Regions from separate parts of the Gossypium hirsutum genome. Here regions 1 and 3 are each linked to region 2. The links are chromatin contacts, called in public Hi-C maps. All regions are on one chromosome and are shown on one strand. The core of a region is the stretch at or near the end of the contact, and the rest is flanking DNA. Distances in the headings are between cores, read along the strand shown. Region 1 holds the start of LOC107961750 (ethylene-responsive transcription factor 4). Region 2 holds the start of LOC107961731 (auxin-repressed 12.5 kDa protein). Region 3 holds the start of LOC107911873 (dof zinc finger protein DOF1.4).

What was found. Hi-C and Micro-C count contacts between places; a contact is called where the count stands out from the background.
Region 1: a contact with region 2 is called in a Hi-C map of leaf, with 2.1 times the contacts expected there. The contact joins the promoter of LOC107961750 here to the promoter of LOC107961731 in region 2. A contact is called at or near these places in 8 of 34 Hi-C or Micro-C datasets (callus, hypocotyl and leaf).
Region 3: a contact with region 2 is called in a Hi-C map of leaf, with 2.6 times the contacts expected there. The contact joins the promoter of LOC107911873 here to the promoter of LOC107961731 in region 2. A contact is called at or near these places in 2 of 34 Hi-C or Micro-C datasets (anther and leaf).

Annotation. Positions count from the first base shown.
Region 1 is chrA06:84,479,136-84,481,835 of Gossypium_hirsutum_v2.1, forward strand. LOC107961750 (ethylene-responsive transcription factor 4) reads left to right here and starts at 1,339. Exons shown (of 1, transcript XM_016897850.2): 1 at 1,339-2,700. The coding sequence starts at 2,251.
Region 2 is chrA06:85,477,677-85,480,376 of Gossypium_hirsutum_v2.1, forward strand. LOC107961731 (auxin-repressed 12.5 kDa protein) reads left to right here and starts at 1,391. Exons shown (of 3, transcript XM_016897821.2): 1 at 1,391-1,654; 2 at 1,736-1,922; 3 at 2,459-2,700. The coding sequence starts at 1,546. The coding sequence ends at 2,498.
Region 3 is chrA06:86,082,002-86,084,701 of Gossypium_hirsutum_v2.1, forward strand. LOC107911873 (dof zinc finger protein DOF1.4) reads left to right here and starts at 1,348. Exons shown (of 2, transcript XM_016839875.2): 1 at 1,348-1,698; 2 at 1,884-2,700. The coding sequence starts at 1,905.

The sequences.
Region 1 (2,700 bases), core at 89-2,588, 1.0 Mb before region 2:
GAAATCTAGGATTTTGAAATATTACATTTTAAAAGATTAGCAGTTTGAAAAAAAAAAAACAAAGAAGTCTTAAATTTCTCATCGAAATACACACGGAAAGAATATAAGTTAAATATGTTACCTTATAAAATATATTTATAAAAAATATAAAAATAAAATTTATTGATTCTTTTACCAGTTCATTATATCTCTACTCTTTTTCACGTCAATCCTTAAAAAATCATAAATTTGAATTACATAAGTACCAATCAGTGCTAAATTAAAATTTCATACCAAGGAAAATGAAATATTGAAATGGAAGTGAGATTTTGAAGCAGTAGAACAACATGATGGTTTTAAATAGGGGTGAATGCTAGGATAAAATTGAGTAAAAAAATATTGAGTTAATTGAGTTGATGAGTCTTACTTTATTATTTTAATTCTATTTGATTTTTTTTAAATCAAATAAGGTGATAGAGTTAAATTAAAAAAATTAAATATGTTAAATTAAAATCTTGTCACCGTATAATTAATTCTATTTTAGAGTATATATATATATTTGAAACTATATATATTTAAAAACTCTTTCAATTTCAAAGTAAAATAAAAAAAAGATATTTTAGTATGATCAACTTAAATAGTTAATTTACTTATTTAAGTTTTCAAAATTATTATTTTATAATTTTTTAAAACTATTTTATATATTCTTTAGAATTTTTGTATTTTTATAAAAAATTTAAAAATATAAATTTTAAGATTTTTATAAAAATTTAAATATTTAAAAATTATTTGAATTTTTTATTGAAAAAAAACCAATTAGCTCATTCTTAAAATTGAGCAAAGACTAAAGGGATATATACATTAATTTATTATTTGAGTTATTTAAATTATAAAATTCAATTTAACTAGAACTTAAAACTTAATTTATTTATTCAAATTATCTCAAACTGTCGAATAATTCTACTCAATTAACTTAAAATTTTAAAAAAAAATTCCTATTTTTTCCGTTAGAATGAAATGAGGCTCAACCATAATTTTAAATTAATTTCAAAGGTGTGGGGCCTAACGTTTCCGCTCAACAGCCGGCAGCAGAAAATTGGTGGGTGTGTTGTGGAGCGTGAAATCTTAGGAAATTTTTGTGGGCAGCCGCCCGGGCTGTCCCCCACACCACCCTATTTTTTAATTATATAAACATTTGTCCTATAATCTACGAATTTTCTAGAAAACACAACTCATTAAGAAACTAAACCCTTTTTTTATTCTATACGGTTGTTGTAATAAGATTTACCTTCTCAATTTCTATGACCACTTCTTTAGTTGTTATTCCACTTTATTATTTCATACACTCTCTTAACCAACAAATCAACAAATAATTATTAAATTATTACTACTGCTTCTTGATCACAAATTCAAACAATTCCATGTTAAAAAGCGGGTAAATGAGCGTGAGATTGACGAGAAGTTGAAAGAGAGTGAGGGTGGGAGCTGTCGGGTGAAAATGATACTAGACGTCAGAAGCTAATCATGTGGGCAGCAGGCGTTAGACTGAGGAGGCTTTATTGTTTTTGTTTCTACGACTGCTAAGTGGCAATCAACACGCGTAAGGAACAAATGAAACGTGCCCACTTGTAATTGGATTGCTGAGGAACACCTGTTGGTCCAAGCGAGCGCTTCAAAAGGAGCTGGGTCGGGGCTTAACAAATAAAATAAAGGGCTAGCCACTAGCCAGCGCCCCCCACTCCTTATTTATCGTATCAACCCATAAAATAACCAAATGTCACGCGGCGAGTTAGCAGAATATGCCGACAACTTTTTGGAACTCCCTCTTCTCACTTCACATCCCTACCCCACGCGACTTGTTCCCATTTCCACCACTTTGTGTGAAAGGACGCGATGGAAGAGAGTGTGAGATGGAGACCCATACTACCGCACGCAATCAACAGTATCATAACATCCGTTAGATAATAGTATAATAATAGCCATGATGATATAAATAAGATAACCCACGTGTCACGTTATTTACAAAACTGCCACCAGGCAGCCGCCCTCTCAGTCAAATCCCTCCTTGACTGTACCCTTCATTAGACTCTGCTTCAATTCCTCGCCGATTCCTCTCCTCCCCTTCTATAAAATCCTCCTCGCTTCGCCCTCCTCCATTCTATCTCAACCCCACACATAAATACCCTTTTACCAAAGGAGAACATTAAAACATAGCCCAACTCTTCGTTTTCTTCAAGCGGAAAACAGAAAACTGAGGCTTTCCCTTCTCAAATGGCACCGAGGGAGAAAACGGCGGCCGTCAAGGGTACTGGGAATAATAACGAGGTTCATTTCAGAGGAGTAAGGAAGCGTCCATGGGGGCGTTACGCTGCTGAGATCAGAGATCCAGGGAAGAAGAGCCGTGTTTGGCTAGGAACCTTTGATACGGCCGAGGAAGCAGCCAGAGCCTACGACGCCGCCGCTAGGGAATTTCGCGGCGCCAAGGCCAAGACTAATTTTCCGGTCCCTTGTGAGAATCTCAGCAAAGGTAATAACTGTAAAAGTAATGGTAACAACAACCACCATAGCCCTAGCCAGAGTAGCACCGTGGAATCCTCGAGCCGTGAGCCGGCGCTCATGGTAGACTCTTCGCCTTTAGATCTCAACCTCGTACAAGGTGAGGCGGTTACTGGTTACGTGCCTACGGCTGTTAGATTTCCTTTCCAGCAAGCTTCACCGGTG
Region 2 (2,700 bases), core at 141-2,640:
AATTGAATTAATATAGATTTTTTAATTATGTTTTAAACTCTATTTAATCTTAGTAACGCGATTAAAATGATAAAATAAATTAAATTTAATAGCAATTACTCTGACAATAAATATAATACCATGGTGTTGTGACCCGACAATCGAGTTAAGTATGAAAGTGTTACATTAATGTTTGAATGAATTAAATTTCAACACATAAAGAGAGGAGGTAATAGAATGGCTCACCTGTTGGCCAGAGAAGGGTTAAGTCGGAAGTGAAATGTGTGGTGGGTGGTGGAAGTTCCAGTGGCAGTACAGGAAATGGTGCAAATGGATAGACAATCTATGCATAGACGAACCTTGGTTGTGTTGAAGAATGGCTAGTAATCTTGAAACTGAAACTGAAACTGAAACTAGTAATTTGCAGAATGTTCCAGATTTAGAGCGATTCACTAGCATCGAAAATTTAAAACGATTCTTTTCCAAGCATGCAAAGGGTTGGGTTAATCTAAAATGGAGGGTATTCTTACTCTCTTGCTTTTGGGTGGCCTGAGATTCTCTTTAATATATTTTGACAGTTTTCTTTAAAAAATATATATCAGCCAATTAAATAAAATATTATAAATTTCGTAAGAATTTAAGTAATTAATTACATAAACTATTATGAAAAGCTCATTGAAAGAAGTTCCATAATGATAAAGGGAATGAGATCCACGTGTCATCTTGTAATACATGATGATGCTGTCGAGAAGAATAGGACAAAACTTGTATGAGAGGGTCACACTTGTGACTGAAACCTTTAACCCACTCTCTCCTCTTCTCTTCTGATTTTTAATTGAGAATACTATTTTGCGGGTCCCTTTCCCTTTACTCATTCTTATCCATCCGTTTCCATATCTCCACTCTTCAATCTTCTATTGCCAATATTCATTAAAATTTAAAGATTTTTATTTAAATAGTACATTTTCAATTTTTGTATAATAACTCTCTTTTGGTATAATTAAACGAATTAAGAATTAAAGCTTAATTAATTGTACCCACTAAACTAAAAATTATATCCTATTTTTTTAGTTAGTTTATTTTAAACTAATTTTTCATTAAAAGTAGCAAGCAATATGAAAATACACTAACACATTTAGAAAAAAATCAATCATCTTCATAATAAATAAATATAATTGTTTATATATAATAAGTAAACTAATAGTTAGGACTTTCTTTATATAATTAAATTAAAATTAAAATTTTTTATATACAATTGCATCTAATCAAAATATTCTTATTTAATTTTTTAAAAAATCAAAATATATATTTAAAAACAATCGTAATACTCCTTTGTAATTTTTTACTTACAATATGTAAAATAATAATTTATATCTTAAAATTAAAGTAATAAATGAATGTTGTCCGGATAGCAAATGATTGGAAATAGCAAAAATTAATATCCATATTAGTAGGCAGGAAAGATATTTTGGGCTGAATCTTCCTCTATATATGCCACCAAATAAAAGCCACCCAAAAGCACCAAAAACACAAACAGAGAAGAGATATAATTGAAAGAAAAGAAAAATGGTTCTGCTAGAGAAACTTTGGGATGATGTAGTGGCCGGTCCTCAACCGGAACGTGGCCTTGGCCGGCTGAGGAAGATCACCACCACCCCACCCTTGTCCACCAAAGGTAAAAACAATTAGCTTTTGCATTTCATCATTTGTATTGTGGACATTTAAGTTTCACTCTGAAATTGAATCTTTTCATTAGATGAGGCTTCATCAATGGCGATGCCGACGAGTCCGACGACACCTGGGACACCATCGACGCCGGTGTCGGCTCGTAGGGACAACGTGTGGAGGAGCGTGTTCAATCCAGGTAGCAACCTTGCAACCAAAGGTATTGGCGCTGAAGTTTTCGACAAGCCTCAACCTAACTCTCCTACTGTTTATGACTGGTTCGTACAGATTTTTTTTCTTGTTCAGTTATTTGCATGCATGCTAGCTTGGATAATTGGATATATATAAGTGGGACTTTGATTTTGCTTTTTGGATGTTTGTGATCCCCATCTGTTTGGTTGCTGAGAAAATTAATCATAGAAGAGTCATATATATATATTAACCAGGTGTTTTGGAATTTGGATTCTTTTTAATATATAGTACTAAAATGAAGAGTTTTTCAAAAAGGAAGCCTCAAAAACTTTCCTGTTTGTTTTTTTTTTCCCTAACGTTTTCTCAGCAACCAAACGGAGGCTCAGAGACAGATCATGCCGGAAAACTTGGCTCTTTGTTTGGTAGCTGCGTGGAAATAACAGTATGCTGTAATTATTACATTAATCCATTTATAAGCTTTTCTTTTTAATTATTCTTGTCAATTTACTATAAGATGATAAATAACCAAAGATTAATAATTAGTGTAATTTGCATGGATCTAATTTCTGGGTGTTAACTAAAATTTAAGAAGAAAGTTTGGTCCGGATGGGATGGGATGCAGGCTTTACAGCGGGGAGACCCGGAGCAAGCATCACCGTTGATTAGGCGGTGGCTGACGGCGGCGGATGGTAGCAAAACCACTAGCAGAAGGTTGCAGCTACTGAAGGAGCAGGATTTGCATGTAAATATATATATCGTCCTTTTTAAAAGTTCTTCAATGGGTCAATTAAGTAGTAGTAGTAAGTAAGATGTTTAAAAGAGTAAGCGGCAGCGCAGGGTGGTCGATGACCTTATGTCATTCAA
Region 3 (2,700 bases), core at 98-2,597, 600 kb after region 2:
TTCGACCTTTATTTATTTTTCAACATTCATCACCGTCCACAAAATTAAAATATTACAAACTATTACAAATGAAAGTACAGTAGGGTACATGATGGATTCATCGGTCATGGAATGGAATATATGGTCCTTGGAAAAGAATCCATATACTACAAATTTGTATAATACGTTTTTTTTCTCTGAAAGCAACAAAGAAACTCAATTGAGCAACCCCTGGGATGGACAAATTTACCCTTGTTTGATGGAAAAAATGATATTTATTTAGAGGGCAAATGGGTAGTTTCTGTTTTTGTGATTGAAGTGAAAGGTGGGCAAATACGTGAATAAAAAAAGAAACTAAAAATGGAGAGTGAGATCTTTGTCTGCAAATAACATTGAAGAGTTTGGCCTTAACGTGCTGGTTGGGTTTCTTTCATGTTTGGCAATTAAGTATATCTTGGCCACATATGGTGGGGGCAATTATCATCTCAAAGTGTGGTGTGGGTTTGTAGTAGGGCCCATTATGTTTTTTTGTTCTTCGATAGTTATAAAAAGAAGTAGAACATAAACATAAAATTTTACTAAAACCATTCGAACCCATCTGCGTTGGTTCTGTCTTTATTATTTCTCCACGTTATAACCGTACGGCCATCTTAATGGAAAAGAAAAAGGCAAAAGATTAATCATCCCTTTCAACAAATACAAGTCCATCCATTTCTGTGATCACAAATATCATACGCGTTAACCAGAAACATACTTTAGTATTTCATTCCAATCTTTTTTCAAATTTAATTGATATTAAAAATATTACTGAGCTTTAACTTAATAAATTAAATTTGAAATTGAACGTAATATATATATATTTCCTTTTTAAATAAATCGAAAGAAAGAAGGTTTTATCGTTTCAACTTTGAACTTCAGTCTATTACAAGAGACGTATATAGGTGAGCTGTTTTGGATAACCAGTGGGTGGGTTAAATGATAGATGCGTCACATCTTTGTCCTCCCATGATGTACTTTATAAAATGTATGTATTTAGTCTTTTATATTTTTTGAAACGACGACTCAAAAAGTATTAATAACATTTGTGTGAGAAAATTAAGATGTAATGGTTACAAATATTGTTTGGGTTTTAATCAAAGGACACCCTGTACCTACTAAGCATATCAATTAATTTCCTGTTTCCTACATGTTTTGAAACTAGGTAGGTGCATGAAACTTTTTATACCTTATCATTATTTAATATGAATTATAAAAATGTTGGTTTAGAATTCAATAATTATAATAAAGTTGAAATAAAGTAAAAGGGGGATTGCATTGGGGAATACCCTCTCTCACTATAAAGGAATGTTGCATAATAGTGGATATGCAAAAAGTCTCATTTTATGTTCTTTCTTTTCTTGAACTTCTCAAAGATTCATCTGTTCTGCTTTACCTTCCTGTCTTGTTCTTGGATTTTGAATATTTGTACCCTCCATACATATATTCTTCCTCCCCACCTTTCATTTTTTTAATTATAAATTTGGTTTGTTTTTCAATTATAAACCCAAACCCATCACGTGAAAATTTGATTATTAACAAATAAAAAGAATAAAGTTGTTGTAATGGTAATCACAACATAATCTGTCAATCACTTCTCAGGTAATATTTGAACCCCCATTAACAAAGGCTCTTTTGAGAGGAGAAATGGTGATCACTTCAACTACTAATTAATGGCCAAAGGTGTTTTACTCTCTCTCACTCTCAATAATTAGACAAAAAAAAAAAAAAGAAAAAAGAGTGATGACCCCATTTTTGTTGCTTTGCATTTTGGAAGAGAATATCTATGTTGTGTTGTTATTTTACCCTAAGAACACCTCATTTCATTCTTTCTTTCCTTTTTCTTTCTCACCTCTCTTTGGTTGCAGAATCGTGTAGATGAGAAACACATGATGATGGCTTCAACAAGTAAGCTTATGGAGAAACCAAGCCAACAAGCACAAGCCCTGAAGTGTCCTCGATGTGATTCATCAAACACCAAGTTCTGCTACTACAACAACTATAGTTTATCTCAGCCCAGACACTTTTGCAAGGCTTGTAAGCGTTATTGGACTAAAGGAGGCACTTTAAGGAATGTTCCAGTGGGCGGTGGTTGCCGGAAAAACAAGCGTCTCAAGAGGCCTGCTTCAGCCATTGCTGGTGCAACTGCAAGTCCCAGTCCTAGGCTTCAAATCGACGTTTCTTCACCCTCTACCCCCCCTATCAACATCAACCCTTTGTTTTATGGGTTAGCAGCTGATACCAATCTTCCATTCCCTAATTGTTCTGATTCAAGAGTTTCTTCAGGTGTGGAAACAGTGACCAACTATGATCTGCAACCTCCTCAACTGAATGCTTTTAGACCAGGGTTTTCTTCTGCTACTGCTATTGTGTCTAGTGATTCTGGGGATGGTGATTATGGAAATGGTAAGCAAATCCAGGACGTTATCACTTCAAATCCACTCCTTTCAACCTATTCCAATATCTTCACCATCGCTACACCAACCATTGCTTCTTTGTTAGCTTCTGCACTTCACCAACACAAGTTCATTGATGGTGGCCTTGGAAACACTCAACCGCCTACCCATTTCCAAGCCTTACCACCTTTTCGAGATCTTCACATGACTGACGATATTGGGGCAGCCATCAAAGATGTCAAAGTTGAAGAACCTCAAAGAAGAATGGAATGGAATGCAGTACAAGCTC